Linked DNA regions of Mus musculus: region 2 is linked to region 1. The links are chromatin contacts, called in public HiChIP or PLAC-seq maps. All regions are on one chromosome and are shown on one strand. The core of a region is the stretch at or near the end of the contact, and the rest is flanking DNA. Distances in the headings are between cores, read along the strand shown.

Region 1 (4,008 bases), core at 577-3,076:
AAGCTGGGTGGTGGTGGTACACACCTTTAACCCCAGCACCCCGGAGGCAGAGGCAGGTGGATCTCTGTGAGTGAGTTTGAGGTCAGCCTGGTCTACAGAGTGAGTTCCAGGCCTGCCATGGCTACATAGAGAAGCCCTTGGAGGGGAGAAAACAGAAATAGACAATAGAAAAGTTACTAATGCCACAGGCAGACACACAGAAAAGCATGGGGCAGGGCCTCTGATGACAATTCAGGTCCCAGCACCAGAGACAGGCAGAATGGCAGGGTCTCTGAAGAGAGCTGCATGGCAGAAGTGGGAGTCTCTTCTTATACCTTTCTGAGGCTGGGATGGTTTCACAGCCCAAGCCATTCCCAGGCAGGAGGCAGGCAATGGGGGCTGGAGTATGATACAGCACCAATATCCAGAGTGGATGTCCCAGGTGAGCTGGCCCCAGGATGCCTGTTAGCTAGGGATTCACAGTATACCAGCATAAGCCTGTGGGTCTCCGTGAGACGAGGCCTCTGCAGACATTGTGGTCTGAACAGAGTTGAACTCTAACAGAACACTCTTATGATGCAGAGCCCACACCACCAGCTAGAAGAACCTAACATCCCTCTCTCAGTACCCATTCCCTCTGTCTGCCAGGCCATTCCTGATCCAACTCCCTTCTGAATGACCCTGGGGTTCAGCCCTTTCCTTGTTGCCTTCTCAGCCCTCACCCCCCAGATCCCTTATTCTCCAGGCTTTCTGTCCCAATGGGCAAAGGTCTATTTTTGACTCTCCAGATGCCCAATCCTATAAAAGATTAAAAAAATGAACAGAGGACTGGGATGGGGTCCAAGTCCTTCATCATCTGTGTGAGTGGTTGCAACCTTTCCCCAGGAAGAGGGGGGGGCATTCAGCTTGGATCAGTGGCACTCCCTCCCCAGTCAGGCAAGCACGATGCCCGCCTCCAACCCTAGTGTCACTCAGCTTGGGCTCCAGGGTGGCTGGACTTTTGGCGGTGTCACTGGTCATACAGGACACACCAGATGTAGTCACACCTCCTGCTTTTACAACACAGTCCCTCCAATGGTACTTTGCAAGTGAAACTTTACAAGTCCTTTACTGCTGGGCCTGAATGCCACCTCTTCTCCGTGGCCCTCCTGACACACTTCTCTAGCAGAATGAGCATGTGTCTTCTTCCATTCTGGTTTGTACAAATCTTTACCAGGTCCTTATCATCTCACGTTACATACATTTGGTCAGAAGCCTATCAGCCCTGAGTCAGTGGTTACCTGAGGGCTTAGAACTGAGTTTCCTTTATTCTTCTGGGCCTAGGTCCTGGCACAGTGGTCAGCTAGCAAGGACGGGCTGAGCTAAACTGAAGGGGACCTGGTGAGTCAGAGGTCCTGGAGTGGGGGTCTTGCCAACCTGGGATTGCATAGGAAGCATCTAAGAGCCATGCGGTGAACAAGTGAGCTGGAGAGGAGGAAGGGAGGATGGGAGGAGCGAGACACATGGCGAAGCTCACACCGTCAATGCCAAGTGTGGACAGACTAGGTCTCGAAAGGGATCAACCTTAGAAAGCCTTAAAGAGTCCGGTCACTTGCTCACCAATAGCCACCTGTCAAGGGCCACCTCTCACCCACAGGAAGTCATAGAAGTCAGAGGAAAGGTAGGCCACTGTTTACTTAAACAAATCAGCTCTTGACTCATGAGTTTCTTTGTCCTGGCTTGAGTTCCTCTTCTCTGGGCAGGGATAAGGTGGGAAATAGGCAGCCAGTGCCTAGGGCTGGACTCTCTCTCAAAGGTGTTCACTTAAAGAAGTCATGCTCCTGGCTTTGGTCTTTTGGTGACAGTCACAAGAGGGCTGTGCCCCTCAAAAGGCAATCATACCTTTGTCCTGCTCAATCAGTCAACCCTTTGCCAAGTAGACCTGACTTTCCCAACACTGCTGCCTCTTTTTCTGCCAAGGACCAATAATGACAAAGACGATAGCAGCTGTGGTGGGCAATATTGTTATGGGCCATCTCCTGGGCTGGAAGTCATGTCCTCTGGGCATCGCGGTAAACGGAGAATGTCCTCGGTCGGTCTGCATCCACAGTTGTCTCCTGGGGCTACTCTGGCACTTCTCTTGAGGTTTATAGTTGAAGAGACCCAGAGAGGCCAACACCTAGCCTGGAAGGCTTGAGCAAAGTTACACCAGACACTGTGGATCACACCTAGGCAGTCCCTGCCCTCGGGTGGCTTGTGCACCAGCAGGGATCAGAGAGATGACCTCATCTGCACCAGAAGGATGAGGGGGTATGAGGCCTTGCTGCTTCTCCTGCCTTTACCATTTCCAGGGAATGGCCCCATCCATCTGCACATCTGGATGTTCAGACGGAGAACTAGGGTAGAGGTCAGCGGCAGTGCTTGGGGCCCTGGGTTGGAGCCATAGCAGTGGGGGGGGGGGGGCACACCCATCAAATGCCTACATTACACCAGGCTTCTCATCAGGTGCTGAAGAGCTGGAACACTCCGATCCCAGACCTGTTCCAACCCAGACATGGCATAACACCGACCAGCAGCAGCAGGTCATGGTCACTGCAGAGTATAATGAAGACGGCAGGTCTGCGATTTGATAGGTCTGGGCTGGATTTGGCCTCAGGTACTCACTAGGTAGGATTCTGAGCGTTTTCTGACCTCTTTGACTCTGACTTTTCTCAGTCTGGAGAATGTAGCCGAGAATTCCCTTAAAACTGGGGCGGGGAGTGTAGAGTTGTCTCTGCCTAGTTTCTGTGTCTATTACAAGTTCTCCATATTTTCTTCCCTTTCCAACCATTCATTTTCTTCAAACCCTGAAGTTTCAGTCCCCTTCTAGGGTTTTGCACAGCCTGAGCTGCTTAGCTGGGGGAGTGGGGGCATTCTAAGGCTCCCTACAGCTACATTCATTTGTTCACATATGGTTACTGCAGGTCTGCCCTGGGCAGACCTGTGCTAGGCACCAAGGACACAAAGGTGTCTCTACCTTCCTGCGTTCCAGGAAAGGCAGCGGGGAGTCAAGCGTGGATAAACAGTGTTGGAGGGACTCTGTGAACTCCATAGCAGGTGAGGCTTCTCTGGGCAAAAGGACAACTGGCAGTGGGCAGGAAGCAGAGAGGGCAGAGGTGACTGCAGAAAATGAAACTGGCAAAGCTCTGGTAGCCCAAGAGGAAGGCGAAACAGACAAGCAGAACAAGAACCTTCTGGGTCTGGATGTCCATCTTAGTCCTGACGCCACCGGTGGCTATTAAAGGCTTTCAGGCAGAACAGCTGGGAGGAGAGTGGATTGCTGGAAGGGACATTCTGAAAGCACGGCTCCTTGGGTGTGGTAGTGCTTGTCTATAGTCTCAGATACTCAGGAAGCTAAGAAGGTAGGGTCATCTGCACCCACAAGTATGAGACTAGCTTGGGCAACATAGAAAGACCCTGTCTCGAAACAAACAAACAAACAAACAAACAAAAAAGGAAACCGTCAGGTGTGGTGGTGCATGCCTTTAATCCCAGCACTTAGAGGCAGGTAGATGTGGATCTTTGAGTTCGAGGCCAGCCTGGCCTACAGCGTGAGTTCCAGGACACCAGGGTTACACTGAGAAACCCTGTCTCACAAACAAAACAAAACAAAACAAAACAAAACAAAAGCAAACAAACCAAAAAAAAAAAAAAAAACCCATAAGGGAAGGGGAAGAGAGAAAGATGGGTCAGTGGTTAAGAGCACTGGCTAGTCCGTCAAAGGACTGGAGTTTGCTTCTTACTTACAGGTGGCTCTCAACCATTTGTAACTCCAGTCCCAGGGATCTGATGCCTTCTTCTTGGGCCCTGCATGCACACGCGCGCGCGCACACACACACACACACAGAGTTAAATATCAGAGAGGGAATATGCATCCGTGTAGATAAAATGGCAGGGAAACACTAAAGCAGTTGTGGAAGAAAACCATCAATGAGCTCTGACAGAGAGGAAGAGGGTTGGCTGGTGAAGCTGATGACGGCAAAAGGAAAGAGGACACGATAAGAGAGATGG
Region 2 (3,963 bases), core at 132-2,631, 390 kb before region 1:
GCAGAGTCACGGCCCTAAAGTTAGCTGTACGTGCCTAAGCCAGGCGCTGTTGCTCCATATCTGACTCTCTTCTCTGCCTGGCCCCTAGTGCCTAGCGGGCCACCACGGAAGGTAGAGGTTGAGCCTCTGAACTCCACTGCTGTGCATGTCTCCTGGAAGCTGCCCGTCCCCAACAAGCAGCACGGACAGATTCGTGGCTACCAGGTCACCTATGTGCGGTTGGAGAATGGTGAGCCCCGAGGCCAACCCATCATCCAGGATGTCATGCTGGCTGAGGCTCAGGTATGTCATTGACGGTGCTAGGTGGCAGGGTAAACAGTGACCAGTGTGTCACAGTGACCCCCTAGAGCCCAGATTTGTCCCTCCAATGCCTGCCCTCAGAGGTGGTTATGCCTTTTATGGTCATTGGAGCTGCCTTGGACTGTCTGGGCAGGAGTTATTGAGATCGGGAGGTGAGGCTCATGTTCCAGAGACTTTGTTCTTCTGTTAGGATTGTTAAGCTGTGCTAACCTAGGTCCTGCTACCCCCTCCACCCAGGTAGCAGTCTTAGTTGCCAGTGCTCACGGGGCTGCTCCCAAAGACCCCCAGGCTCCTTGCACAGCACACTGGCTTCATCCTTGTGGTTTGCAGAAAGCACATTTGCTGTGGCTTTGAGCTGAACTGCTGTCCCAGGCAATACTGTTCTTAGCATCACCTGGACTGCACAGCCAGGGGCAGACAAGACTTTTCTCCATCCTCCATGGCCTCAAGCCAGTGACTGAGGCAAAGCTCTGCAAATAATGACCTGAGTGTCACTCTGCTCTTGACCTGAGTGTTTCTCTCCAGGGCTGGACCTGCCAGCCCTTTTCTGTTGGAAGCTTCTGTCTTCCTGGGGCATCTGCCCACAGGCTTACAGTGAGGTCAGTATTCTGACCCCCACCTTGCTAGTCCATCAAGGAGCACCGAATACTGTGAGATTATATGTGTGGCCAGAATGAGCCAGCATGTAGGTGGCAGGGATTGGAGAGGAACCAAGTCTCTACCCTGGGAAAGGACTAATCAAGTATAGGAAAAACTGTGTTGTCTGTCCTTGGTCTCCCTGTCTAGAACCAGGTCCTGATGATTCTTGGGCCAGCTTCAAGTCCCAACAGAAAGATCCTAGATTCCCTCCCCAACCAAGTGGGAACCCCATATTCTGCAGGCTGTGCTGAGGGATGAACCCCCACACAGACAAACTGCTTTCATACCTTTGGCTAAGCTCCACCCTCTGAGCCAAAATTCTTTTCTACCCAGAGGGTACCCTCTTTCTTCTCCCAACCTGTCTATGCTGAAGGACCCAAGGGTGGGGGAGGTGGGTGTGTTCATCAGCCTGCATTCCTGGGGCAGGTTGAGGGCTCCTCACAAAGTCTCAGCAGACACACCCGCTCAGAAACATCCAGAGAATGACTCCATCCAGCCCCTCCCATCCTAGGAGTCTGGCGCCACAGCTGCAGCCTCTGTGGTTTCAGGAAAGTCACTTCGAGTACTTTTGTGTGCTGGTCCCCAAGAGTTTGAAGGGGGTTGGGTAATAAGACCAGGGACATTGTCCCCATATTTGTGTTCTTTACAAGGAATATGCCCAAGCAGGCTCCAGGGAGGCCACGGAAGACAAGGCCTGCCCTTGTAGCCTTCCACCCCCTGGGACTTTGTCATTCTGCTTTGGGCCAGTGGGAGACCAGATGGTGCACTTATCCAGCCTGGCCCCAGGGCCTAGGTATCCCCTGTGTGACTCTTTTCAAGGACACCCCAGCCTGCCCTTATCCACCCAATAGAACCATCTGTGCAGCCCTGGGCCCCAGTAAGATCAGAAAGAAGCATGTGGTGTGTATCCCCACCAGATGTGCATAGCCCAGCCTGCCTCCCCTGTGCTCCCTCTAGATGAGACTCGCCACCCTCCGCCCCCTTTTTGTCCCTTCCTTTTGTCTTTTCTCTCACTGTAGGAGTTTAGTCTAGCTACTCTCCATCCCCTTTTCCTTCTCTCCTCTCCCTACTCCTCTTACAGCCTCTTCCTTTCCCACCTACCCCTCTGTCTTTTTCCTCTCACTACCTGACATAGGAGGGGCTACCTGCGATAGCTTCACACCAGGGCTCCCCTCAAGTAAGGAATCCTAACTAGACCTGGTTCCAGCCCGCTCTGATAATTCCAGGACTCTATAGCCTCTCTATATTCTGTCGCAAAGACTGTGACAGAACTGTCTCAAATAGCAGGAGCTCAGGCCACTCCAGCACCAGGCTAGTGGACAGGCCAGACCAGCTTATATGAGGGTGATCTGGCTAGAGGACTCCAAACAGGGCCTGTCCCTCACTAGCCAACTCCTAGTTTCAAGACCACAAGGCTTCACATTAGAGTCCTCACTCCATATACCTGTTCACCCAGCATACCAGTGCACGCTGGCATTAGAATTTACCACTGCCAGCCAAGAAACTAGTTTTCCTATTTTGACTCCAGGCACCTGTAGAATCGAAATCAGGGGTGTGGGGTCTCCTTGTGGCTTTGGGGTAATGCCCAGGCTCTGAGCTGGCTACTTACCCTTTATTATCTCTCTGGCAAGCCTGACTCTTGGCCCACTCCAGCGGTAAGTCCAGCACTTGTGTTCTAGGACACTCAGCTCAGGTGACTCTAATTTAGTGTCTCAGCTGAAAGCAGGATGCATGGATGGATGGATAAGTGGATGGATGGATAGGTAGGTAGAAAGAGAGAGAGAGAGAGAGAGGTAGGTAGGTAGAAAGATAATATAGATAGACAGAGGAAGAGAGGGAGGTAGATAGATAGATAGATAGATAGATAGATAGATAGATAGATAGATAGGGGGAGCAAGCTGAACAACCATAGCAGGACATTGGGACTCTAAGCACATATCTTCCCTCTGCCTAAGCTGTCAAGTCTATCTCTACATCTGACAGTCCACCATGTCTCCCTGCCCTCGACAGGCCTGGTGCACACAATTGGTGCTCAATGATGCAGGAACTTGTGTCTTTGAGTGGGCACTGGTCCTGGGCTATCACCTCAGTGGGTACTTCAGAGCTATCTATCAGTTCTCCATGGGCCAGGTCCTCTCCAGGCCAAATCCTTCACCATCCTGTCTCCCTTTTTCTCCTTCTCCCGCTGTCAGTGGAGACCAGAGGAGTCCGAGGACTATGTAAGTAACAGGTGTGCAAGCACGGGCAAGACTGGGTCAGACTGGGCTCATGGGACACTCCCCCTCTCCCAGCCTGTGTTGCCGAGATCCACAGGGCACCAGCCACATCCAGAGAAAATTGGCGTGTAGACATGAGCACCAGGCTGAGCAGTGATTGGCGTTTCCTCTAATCCGTACTCCTCGCCTGTCGAGCAGCAATTTGAGGCCAATGTTCACAATCGACCAGGACCTGGCCCCTGCTCTGGCCAGACGGGGATGGAGTTAAATCCAATCCCGATCGTTAGGCCTTATTGATCCCTAGAGTGAAAAATCACCTGCTCAGGCCCAGGCTGGGAGAAGCACTGGGAGCCAGGTCCAACACAGGCACTGCTGGAGCCCGAGCCCTGGGAGACCCTCCAGCTTGGCCCTGCAGAGGGTTGTTGGCATCTGCAGTTGGCCCCACCTGAGGCTTAGAGCTGGAGGGACACCAGGGCTGGTGCTGACAGCCCTATGCCTACTCCATGGTGGTACTCTCCCCTCCTCCTCCTCTCTGTGTGGCGTGGCTTGGTCTCCTATGGTGTTTCTCCGCATGTCCGGAAACATTGCCTTTGCTGGATGGGTGTGTGGGTAGGATCCGCCAAGGTAGAAGGAAGTGGAGTGGCCGACTTCTTGGGCATCGGTGGAAACAAGAGGGGAATGTGTTCCTGGGTTTGGGGAATTCTGTGTCCTGTCTTTTTTTTCCCTCTTATGTGGTCTCAGGAGGGATTGGATATCCCAGTCACCGGAGTAGATAGGGTCACTGTAACTTACAGTGTTGTAGGTTGGG

Evidence for each region. HiChIP or PLAC-seq counts read pairs in DNA pulled down with a chosen protein or histone mark.
Region 2: a contact with region 1 is called in a FOXA1 HiChIP or PLAC-seq map of pancreatic cancer cells. The contact joins two enhancer-like sites. A contact is called at or near these places in 6 of 39 promoter capture datasets (the 3T3-L1 cell line, the HPC-7 cell line, hippocampal neurons and 3 more), 1 of 115 datasets of contacts at active chromatin or transcription factors (pancreatic cancer cells) and 1 of 9 other capture datasets (embryonic stem cells).

Annotation. Positions count from the first base shown.
Region 1 is chr4:117,838,654-117,842,661 of GRCm38.p6, reverse strand. All of the region lies in intron 1 of Slc6a9 (solute carrier family 6 (neurotransmitter transporter, glycine), member 9), which reads right to left. Among named protein-coding and RNA genes, the nearest start is that of Slc6a9, 5.4 kb to the right of the region's middle. Within about 2 kb of position 1,826, at least 22 of the 459 cell types and tissues checked have an H3K27ac peak or open chromatin away from gene starts, as enhancers often do. A contact at or near this core is called in pancreatic cancer cells, where this site is marked.
Region 2 is chr4:118,227,014-118,230,976 of GRCm38.p6, reverse strand. Ptprf (protein tyrosine phosphatase, receptor type, F) reads left to right here. Exons shown (of 33, transcript NM_011213.2): 13 at 89-282. Among named protein-coding and RNA genes, the nearest start is that of Mir7226, 18 kb to the right of the region's middle. Within about 2 kb of position 1,381, at least 43 of the 459 cell types and tissues checked have an H3K27ac peak or open chromatin away from gene starts, as enhancers often do. A contact at or near this core is called in pancreatic cancer cells, where this site is marked.